2 separate regions of the Mus musculus genome follow, and region 2 is linked to region 1. A link is a contact called in public HiCAR-type data. All regions are on one chromosome and are shown on one strand. The core of a region is the stretch at or near the end of the contact, and the rest is flanking DNA. Distances in the headings are between cores, read along the strand shown. Region 1 has its middle 39 kb from the start of Gm22434. Region 2 overlaps Gm32333 (a long non-coding RNA gene).

Region 1 (5,098 bases), core at 1,240-3,739:
CTTGCTTCAGGTTGCACTTCTTCCTTAAAAACAAAAGCACACACATTTGCACGCATCATGAATGTGTGTAGGAGCATTTTACCCAACATGCTTTTGTTCCTCACAATCACAGATTTTTTTTTCTGGGAAAAAACAAACAAACAAATAAACAAACAAAACAGCTAATGAACTTGTAACTAAAAAGTACAGAAAGCTTATGTTTTTATATATTTTCTTCTGGTCTCTTTTCAAATATACATTAAAGCCTAAAAACCCATATGCAGACAAATGGCTAAGAGTTGTGGTATGCACACAGACATGAGCAAGCACACAATGGAGCCTGACTCAGCCATAAATAAGAATGAAATTATTTCATCTGAATAAAGTAGACAGAACTATATGAAAATTCATATTGTAAGTAAGTCAGGCTTTACCTATGTATATATTGAATTTTAAACACTGCATATGTGATGTGAACATGTTGGAAACAGAAGAGTGACTATGTGGGGAAATAACAAATAATAGGGAGAAGACAAAATATTGCCAATTTTCTCTTATCTGTGGAGACTAAATTTAACAAGTTACATATATATGATAAAACATCTGAAGGATTCTTGGGGAAGGAGAGGCACCAGCACAATGAGACAAAATGGCTGGAGGACAGTACTGGGGTGAAATTGGGGAGAATACAATGATATATATGTACTTAGAATTTCATAACAAACCCTATTATTCTTTGTGCTAACTAAAACTACAGAAATATGACAGAGGTAATGCAAGATAAACCTTAGGATAGTCACAAGCATATAGCAGACATCCAATAGCATTTCAGTTGTTATATTCTATGCAGATGTACCTTACTGTTCTTATATAGTCACCTTTTCTAGACATATAAACTATGCCTTCCTTTATTACTATAGAGAGATTGGTCACAAACATTTGGTACAAATGAAAAGTTTTGTGTTTTAGATTGCTGGGTTTAACTTTTACATGTAATTCACTAAGTATAAATTCTCAGAATCGGGATTCGAGAGTTAAAGCAATGAGAGAATTCATGCCTATGAAGATTGTTTCTTACATGGCAGCTCAGAGCTGAATGAGCATCCGCAGCTGGGCATATGCAGATCCTTCCAACACTCTATTGGGTAAAGTCACGTGCTTCCATGGTTGAAGACCTCAGCCATAAAATTGGTCTTGTGTTTATTTCAGTAAGCATATATTTGTCCTTTTATGATCGGTATTCTAAGTGATTATCTATGCATTAAACTTTATCTTGCAAAATAAATGCCTCCTTAGTATCCAGAAATACATCATCAATATTGACCACGGAACTCTGGCCATCTCTACCTAACTGTTGTACAAACCAAGTTTCTCAGGACAAAATCTTGGAGTGAACGTTTATCTTTCTCTCCTACATTTTTCCTTTTAAAATCCAATCCATCATCAAGCCTGATTTTTTTTCTTCAACAACATCTGAAATATGATTCATTCAGAGCCAACCCATGCTACAAAGAGGCAGGGAAAGGTTTCCCTGGCTTCTCAATGATGGTGGGGACAATTTTTGTACATATTTGTCAAAACCCATTGAGGGTTGGGATGCAACTCAGTCATCAAGAGCACTGGTTTGATCCATTGTACCAAAAGGCAAAATCAAAACTGAACTTCATGCTCAGATCCTATATGCACCTTACACTGGATAAAGCCCACTCAGGTTTTTCTCTAATGCAAGAATATTCTGTGTTCACTCTCCAGGGTGTTGCTTCTTTGTGTTTTTAAATAAAATCTAATTTTCAATATTTTATGCCTTGATTTTCCATTTGCATCTGAAATGACTTTTGAAAGGCTGAATATTAGCACGTCTTTCTCTGCAGGCCTCTTCTAAAACGAGACTTGTTTCCATTTTTCCACAAGGACTTGGGCCACATAGTGTATCATGTAGCTGTCCACCTCCTGAGAATGCCATTGCAGCGGGTGCCATCTACTCTTGGAACAAGGACACTACCCCTTTCCAGAACTCTCTGCAATTGACCTTATACAGCACTTGATAATCACACTCTGCTCAGAATGCACTATGTGATGTTTTGATTCATATATGTATTAGTTGATGATCATGTCAGGGTGTGTCACATCCAATCATTTCATTATAATGAGTACATTAAAGATTTTCACACACACACCATATATATATGTATAAGTATGTATATGTATATATATATATTAATTTATTTATTTTGAGTCCCAGAAAGAACTCTGAACTGAATGCTGCAACACTGTGAGCAACTTAGACTTCCACACAAATTAACTCATCAGTGTTCACTGTCTCTAATGCCCCAAGCCAAAGAGATTTGGGCTAAGGGAAAGGAATAAAACCAGTTTAAAAGCTTTCAAGGAGACTGAGATGAGGCATCTTGGAGAAATTAGGATGAATACTGTACCCAGTAGGACCCAGAAAACGAGAGCTGAGAAGCTGAGTCCTCAGGGGGAAAAGGGAAGACCTGCTTTATGGGAGTCCCTGGCTCCCACCTACACTGAAACTCTCCAAGTACCACAGCTGTTACAGCCGAGTTACTGAATACAGAGCTGTGCTCTAAATGTCTAAATGCTCCTTGGACAATGAAATTTCATGTCGCTGTTCTGGGAACTAGGGCTATCCAGGATAACTGATTCCAATTATTTCCTTAACTTCTCACTTACAGCCAGCAAAACCAGGACTCAAATCTGAGGTTTCTAATTGTAAAACCCTTTCTCTGTTTTTAATACTAGGCTACCTCACAGCCTACTCACTCGGACTAGCCAGTGGTCATTATTAATAGTGAGGTCAACGATAGTACAGCCAGCTCGTGACAGCCAGTGACAGCTACTGTTGCTAATGGGTTGTTGAAATCAGTTGTATCACAGGCGTTGCATAAAATAGAAACCAGGAACTGCATGATCTGTCTTCATAGTCTTTTTGGTTTGCTCTTTAATAGCTCTTAAGCCAATTTCTTTCTCACCTTGGTGTTAGTTGAGTGCCATCAGTTGAAGAATGAAATTGCATCTTAGGGAGTTACTTCATGGTAACCTTAGAAAAATGGTTATTTTTTTATTGGATATTTTCTTTATTTACATTTCAAATGTTATCCCCTTTCCCAGTTTCTCCTTCAGAACCCTCATCCCATCCCTGTTCCCCTGCTTCTATGAGGGTGTTCTCCCACCCACCTACCCACTCCTGCTTCCCCACCCTGGCATTCCCCTACACTGGAGAATCAAGCCTTCACAGGACCAAGGGCGTCTCCTACCATTGATATGGGGCTGGAGCCATGGGTCCCTCTGTATGTACTCTTTGATTGGTAATTTAGTCCCTGGGAGCTCTGAGGTAGGGAGTCTGATTGGGAAAAAAATGGTTATTTTTAATCTTTTTGAAGAGTGGTTATATTTTAATTTTTGTCTAGAGAAAATGCTTCAAAACACCAGCCCTGTTTTGCTTCACCAATACTTAAAAGCCCTACAGTGATTTCCCAGGCGTATTTCCATAGAGAGGAAATCATAGATGTTACCTACATAGTTTCATGTCTGCTTTCAGACTTTAATCCCATCCTTTCAACTCCACGGTCTGGGTTTGTCAGCTTTCCTTTTCCGTGGCTGCCCTCCAGGCACAGACCTTCATCCTTCTATCTCTGCAATGAAACCTCTGCAAACTTGCCTATGTACTCTCTGCGTGACCTTCATATTGTGGCTCATGCATTATACATCGGGAAAGCCCATCTCGAGCCCACATTTTGGTTGGATTTATCCCATGCTTTCCTAAAACAGCATTTCGTCTCTCTGGAGCACTTATTTGACATTTGTTAGTGTGGTTCTTTGGTTACCATCTCCCCGTGTCTACACTGAGAATCATAAATATGCTTGTTTTGTTTGTTCTTGCAGCCCCAGCACTTGGCATATGAGACTCGTTAACAGTCATTTGCTAAATAAATGGCCTTAGCAGAGTACTTTGTTAACTGCTGCATCACACAATACACGTGGAGACAGGTAGTTAAAGTAAAAACTGCATTTGTCCTATACTTTATTTCCAGTGCTGAGCACACGTCTGCCTTGGCAATGCCCACTGGCTAACATTTGCACAGAACTCTTTATCTGATTCTCTTGTCATTCAGCGGCATGACAGCTGGAGAGAGATTGGGAAACAGTTTTGATGAAGTACCGCGAGGTGAGAAAGGTCTGAGCATTTTCTGCTAGTGCTCCCAGGAGGTAAAAAAAAAAAAAAACACACACACACACACTGAAGACAAATGAGAACAATCTGATACATGTCTTTCATTAGGTTCTTCTAATGGCTGAATTTGCATGGCAGTGTGACCCCAGAATTCCATTACAACATACTTACCCCAGAGAAATGCATAAGATAAATATATGCATATATACACATATACACATATATATGTGTGTGTATATATATATATATATATATATATATATATATATATACTCTCTTTCTCTTGTCCTCTCTTTCTCTATATGTGTGTGTGTATGTATACATACATATACATATGTATCACAAACATGTTAAAAACAGGAAAATGGACAGACCAGAGGAGCTGCTTGCAGTGTTATTTTAATAATGACTTTCAATAATTACATTTATCACAGTCCTCCCTGAAGTCTTGTTGGAATCTGGTTTGATCAGAATCAATTTTGAAGCATCCGTGCTACTGTTTATTATTCCTAGCCTTTCTTTGCACATTAGTCCTGCTCTTCCTAGGGCTCTTTGCACCCTGAATCTCATTGTAACGTCTCCACATCATTCCTCTTTCTCTCTTAGGATGTTCTTTTGACTTCTTCTCCTTAAACACAGGTCTATACACTTCTCCTCCATCCACAGGTAGCGGATAACTCTCCACAAGATTCCAATGACAATATAGACTGGCAATCGGTTCTAATATTCACCTGTGATGATGTTTAACAGTTAGATTAGGCATAGTAAGTGATTAATTCAGACCATCAATGATAAAAGTAGAGTAATTATAATTCCAGGTAGAGCTCCTATGTCTCTAAGTACTGATTTCATCACTGGATACCTTGGCTTTGCTGTAACTCAGCTGCTTGCTAGCTTTCTGCAGATTGTTCAAATGCCTCTGAC
Region 2 (5,098 bases), core at 1,012-3,511, 420 kb after region 1:
GGTCCCTTTGGGCCCGTTTGACATAAGCTTGGTACCAGAACGCACTTGTAAGTCTGTGTATTTATTTCTGGTGAAAATCTCCTTGTTTACATAAGAATGCGTTCATTCTCTTACAGAGGTTGGGCTTCTTCCTCAGTCTTCCCCCTGGGGTGCAGGTCTATAATGGACCAGTGGTTTTGATGACTTCCCCAAGTTCTGTCTCCCGGAACACAGGGTCAACAAAGAAGAAAGCAGTGGTAGAGGACTGGAGGAGAGTGCCTTGGGACACTGGGAATGCAGAAGCTAAGCCCCACTGAATGGGAGCTCAGCAGACCAGAGAAGCGGGTGGGAATGAGCTGGGGAGAGGTGATGCCTCCTGACTTGGAAAGTAAGGCAGGGGGACTGGTGTGAGTTGAAAACTAGTCTGACCTTACAGACTGAGTTTCAGGCCAGTAGTCTGAGTTACAGAGTATAAAACCAAGTCAAATAAAGCAAAAAGAATGAAAGACAACCCCCTTTAGGTATTTAAATTATATATATATACACGTATATGCATACATATATCATATTTATGTATATGTATCATATATGTATATATATGTGTGTATGTATTTTACTTCTTACTGATTCTTAATGACTTTCATGTCATGAATCCCAATTCCACTCATATCCTCCTCTCTTCATATCCACCCTTTGCCCTTGCAACAAACATCCCCCACATAAGAAAATAAAAAATATAAATAAATAAATAAATAAATAAATAAGTAAGTAAATTTCATTGTGGAAGCTATAGTGTATCACACAGTATACCCTCTTGTCTACACATCTTTACTTGCAAATGTTCATTGTAATAAGTCGTTGGTTTGGTTTGACACACTTTAGCTTTTGATATACTATCACTACTGGAACCTCACTGGGACTCCACTCAGATACTCTATTGTTGCTGTGTGTCATGGAGAACCTGTAGGTTTTGGGTCTGCAGGACTAGCCCCCTGCACATGCTCCATCAGTTCAGAGATGGCATAGATGGTGGGGTGGGCCAACTCAGAGCCCTGGATCTGAGCATACATGGTAGCTGAGTTGCTCAGCTCCTCAGCTCTCCCACACCAGCCTACAAGGAGCAGGGACAGTTCTGCTGCTCTCACACCTAGGGGCAAGCTCGCCTGTGCTCACACCACACCGACCATTCCTACTGTGCTACCCCGGTGAGGTAAAGACCTACTCTCTCAAGTGGTACAGGGCCAGCTCTCCCACTTTCATTACTCTGGGGCCAGTTGGGCTTGCTGCAGGTGGTGAAGGGTAAGGGGTGGAAGAGCATCTCTCCTCCACCCATGCCACCTCACAGCAGATGAGTGGTCACTCTTAAGACTAAAAGAGCACAGTAGGCACAGGAGGCCTCCAGCCTTTCCCCTTTCTAGTTCCTCTTTCCTTCCCTAGATGTGTCTACATCTGGGATGGATGGAGCTTCTCCATAAAGCTCTTGCGATTGCTCAGGAGGCCTTGGCTTTTGCTTTGCCTTTCCAGGTTCTTCTACCTTGGCTGCTCTCTCAGCTCTTCCACACTGAACTTGTCCTTTTAAAATTCAACATGACTGATATCCTCTCCACCCTCGAACTCTTTCCTTTTGTGTCTTTGCACTGGCTGTTTCTCTCAGCTACCAACATCCAAGCCAGTTCCGCCAAATGTAGCTTCAGGGAAGACTTCTCAATGCCCAACAGCAGCATAGACTGTCCCAACTACCTCCTCTCCTGTGTTCTGGGGCACTTTGTAGTAGAGCTACTTTGTAGCTTTGCACACAAAAGTCTGTCATTACTTTTATATATCCCTCTCCTCTATTGTTTGAGGGTCTTCAGAGGTCAAGAAATATATTTTATGAATTTTATGTACTCCGATTCTTCAAAACTAGTGAATGAGGTTAAAGAATGAACCATCCAGCCTATCTATTTGTGTGAGAGTCCACTGATAAGGCTGAGAGAAGGTGGGGTCTGGAGTAGGAATCCATCCTCTTATCTTCTCTTTGTCTGGACTGTCCAATTGACTAAGTTACTATATAGAGGGTTCACTGGTAACTTAAAACAACAGCTTCTCTGGAAAAGAACTTCTAATAAAAATACCCTTTGATGGGATGAAAGAGACCTTCTAAGTAGCCAACTATATCCACTATGAAAAGTTTCCCAAGAGAAGACACAGCCACATAGCATCTGCACTAAGGGGAAGCTGTGGGAAGAAGCAAGGCACAGGGCCGCCTTTGCAAAAGAGAATAGCTTTGTGCTGAGAAGTTCTATTTGCGAGTCATGTGCTCTGGAATGTGCAAGGAAAAACAGATTCAGTAGGGACTTGACTCAGAAAGGCCTGGAACTGATGCCTAGGGATGTTCTTCAAGGTCCTGGGGTACTCAAATTCACAGTGGTCTGAGCCCAATTGCACACGCCCGGCATGTATCAGTACAAGCCTTAAATCAGAACCACCCGGGGCTGCACTGTTCCACCTCCTCCCCTCTCTCTGGCTCGGAGCCCTCCCCTCTGTCCCCCCCTCCCCTTCTCTGCAGGCTCATTAAGGCCTTTCCCAGTGCTGAGACACTGCGTTTTGGGGACTGGTGGAGTGTTTGATATTTTCCACTCTGCGTGTCAAGGGCATTTACAGTCGGCGTCAGAATGTTATGTCGGTCCGAGCAGGCACTTTGAAGTGGTAGTGGTAGAGGCCACATGTGCAGGCAAGATGTGCCTCCTCCTGATCCCTGGATCCCGAGGTTCCTGCTCAGCTCTTTCCCAGCATCATGTGACAATGAACAACACGGCTTAACCCTTTACTTCTTGGCGCAGTAGCTGCTCGTTAATATTGCTCTATAGAATAATATCCTCTTGCTGTGACAGGCAATAATAACACTCTGCTCTATCTACTCGTGGACTGTGGGAACTGTGCTGAGGCCTCTCCCCTCGACTTCTGCCCACTACATGGAACTTTTGGGGGTTGTTTTTGCTACCACTTTGCACATGTGTATGTGAGGAAAGAGCTGCAAATAGTATGCACAAAAGCAAACATTTTAATACTGTTTAATACTCCATACTGAAACTATGGAGCAATGGAGTTAAAATGATAGCATGTTTTGTTTTGTTTTGTTTTTTCGGTTTCATACCACGGCAGTACCATTCATAAAGCTGATAGGCTGCTTAATCAATCCTTTTCTCAATCCCACAATCCCCACTAAGAGCAGAGCTTGGACAACCATCATCTAAAATTTATATAAATTGATAATGAAAAAGATCACATTAGAAAATGGAGAGTATTATACAAAGACTTCCCCCCCCCCGCAAAAAAAAAAAACCTATAGAACTCTAATTAATTTCTTTTTCAGTGACTCCTGTGGAACAATCATGTCTACTCAAGGTTGGGTTAGTTCAATGACCTTTATGTCTCCAAAGACAACCCTTGGGATGCTGCCAGCCCTGGCCCTACAGTCTCCTGGATCCAAGCCAGGAGAGCATCATAAATACCAAAGGCATGAAGGGGTGAGTGAACTGAACGGCATAGGCTCTGACTCTAAGGCTACAGCATCTCTCAAGTTCTCTAGTGAAAACACCTTCCCTGGACCTTCCCCAACACCAAGGGGACCCCTGCCCAAAGCTGACAGGGATTCAGTCCTTTGAAGCCAAGAACCCATGTGACACCCTCCCAGATAACACAATTCCCAGGCTTCTTAGGTCTCTTTTCCTCCTACGCCACAGACCCTGAGCCTTTCAAAAATTGGGCAGAGTTAAAAAGACAAACAAAAAACAAGTCAGATGATGGCGTTGGCCCACATAGTTAGTAGGAATAGCTTTGTGCTGTGTGCTTTGCTATGTGCAAGGTCAAAATAATCTCCTACTACATCTGGCCATTGAACTCCTGTGGAAGAGTCTCAGCTATATGTACAATAAGGAGGACATTGGTGAGACCATACTATTGCCAAGTTAAAGTATTTTGTCCCATAAGTTGTTCCCAGGAGTGCTGCCAGCACTAGTTTGGGGGAAGGGTACACTCACCTACCTTTCTTTCTCCCTCCCTTCCTTTCTTTCTCATTTCTCACCACCCCCATCTCTCTCTTCTGCACCTTCCCTCTCTCTGTTGGAATGAGAATCCTTTCTTGTCACACAGTCCAGAAAATAGAATGTTTAGTGTGGAACAGTTTCCAAGATTCTTGATCCTTGAGAACCACTTCAGCTCGGGCTTGAGTGATGTGTTTTCAACTAGGGTTTCTACCTTGAGTCTCCTGTGTGCCGTCCATCATGGAGCCATGACGTGGTCCTTTCCTGATAAGGCCTGGGGCCTCTCCCGTGACACAGCTCTGTCCTTAGCAGAGTTTACTTCATTTGTGTTTGTGTATCAGAAAGGAAAAAAAATGTTTTTCTGATGCCAAATGAATTCACTGAAGTATTTTTATTTGTTTTAGGGCTGAGCTGGCAGCTGATTCTCACAGGACACAGGATTGGCAGGCAACTGAATTTTAAATTAGGCAATTTTTTTTCATAATTCTTACGACTCATAAATCTAAACAAAATTCCAAAATTTAAATGTTAAAACTGTGAAGACCTAAAGCGACCTGTTCTTTGTGGGTTTTAATTAATGAGGACAGTGGGTGGATCTCTGCTTGCAGACATGGGCCACTACCATGGAGGCTAACTTTACTGTTGTTGTCTTTGTATTCAACTATATTTTCCTTTATGTTTTTGTTCTGTTTTGTTTTGTTTGTGTTTTGTTGTTGTTGTTTTGTTGTGTTTGTTTTTTGCTTTTGTTTGTTTTTCTCTCCCTTTCCTTCATTTTTTTGTTTTCATATTATATTTTTTCTCTTTTATTATGTATTTTCTTTATTTACATTTTAAATGTTATCTCCTTTCCTAGTTTCCCCTCCAAAAATCCCCTATGTCCTCCCCCTCTCCCCCTGCTCCCCAACCCAACCACTCCCACTCTTACCCTGGCATTCCCCTATACTGGGGCATCCTTTCCTTCATGTTTAACCTGGCTTTTACCTTGTTGCTTTTCTCATTGTCTTTGTGTCCCTGATGTTGGTGTTGCCATACAGAGTTAAAGAGGAGGACCGTGCACACTCCCCTGTAGCTCCTCCCTTCCAGTTACTACTTCT

Evidence for each region. HiCAR-type assays count read pairs that join an accessible place to other places.
Region 2: a contact with region 1 is called in a HiCAR-type map of fibro-adipogenic progenitors, with 10 times the contacts expected there. The contact joins two enhancer-like sites. A contact is called at or near these places in 13 of 484 Hi-C or Micro-C datasets (the C2C12 cell line, the G1E-ER4 cell line, adipose-derived mesenchymal stem cells and 5 more) and 7 of 115 datasets of contacts at active chromatin or transcription factors (the NIH/3T3 cell line, astrocytes, craniofacial prominence and 4 more).

What each region holds. Positions count from the first base shown.
Region 1 is chr1:163,154,557-163,159,654 of GRCm38.p6, forward strand. No RefSeq gene overlaps it. Among named protein-coding and RNA genes, the nearest start is that of Gm22434, 39 kb to the left of the region's middle. Within about 2 kb of position 2,490, at least 4 of the 459 cell types and tissues checked have an H3K27ac peak or open chromatin away from gene starts, as enhancers often do. A contact at or near this core is called in fibro-adipogenic progenitors and muscle stem cells, where this site is marked.
Region 2 is chr1:163,572,345-163,577,442 of GRCm38.p6, forward strand. The region is part of intron 1 of Gm32333 (a long non-coding RNA gene); the gene reads right to left. Among named protein-coding and RNA genes, the nearest start is that of Gm39689, 4.4 kb to the right of the region's middle. Within about 2 kb of position 2,262, at least 81 of the 459 cell types and tissues checked have an H3K27ac peak or open chromatin away from gene starts, as enhancers often do. A contact at or near this core is called in fibro-adipogenic progenitors and muscle stem cells, where this site is marked.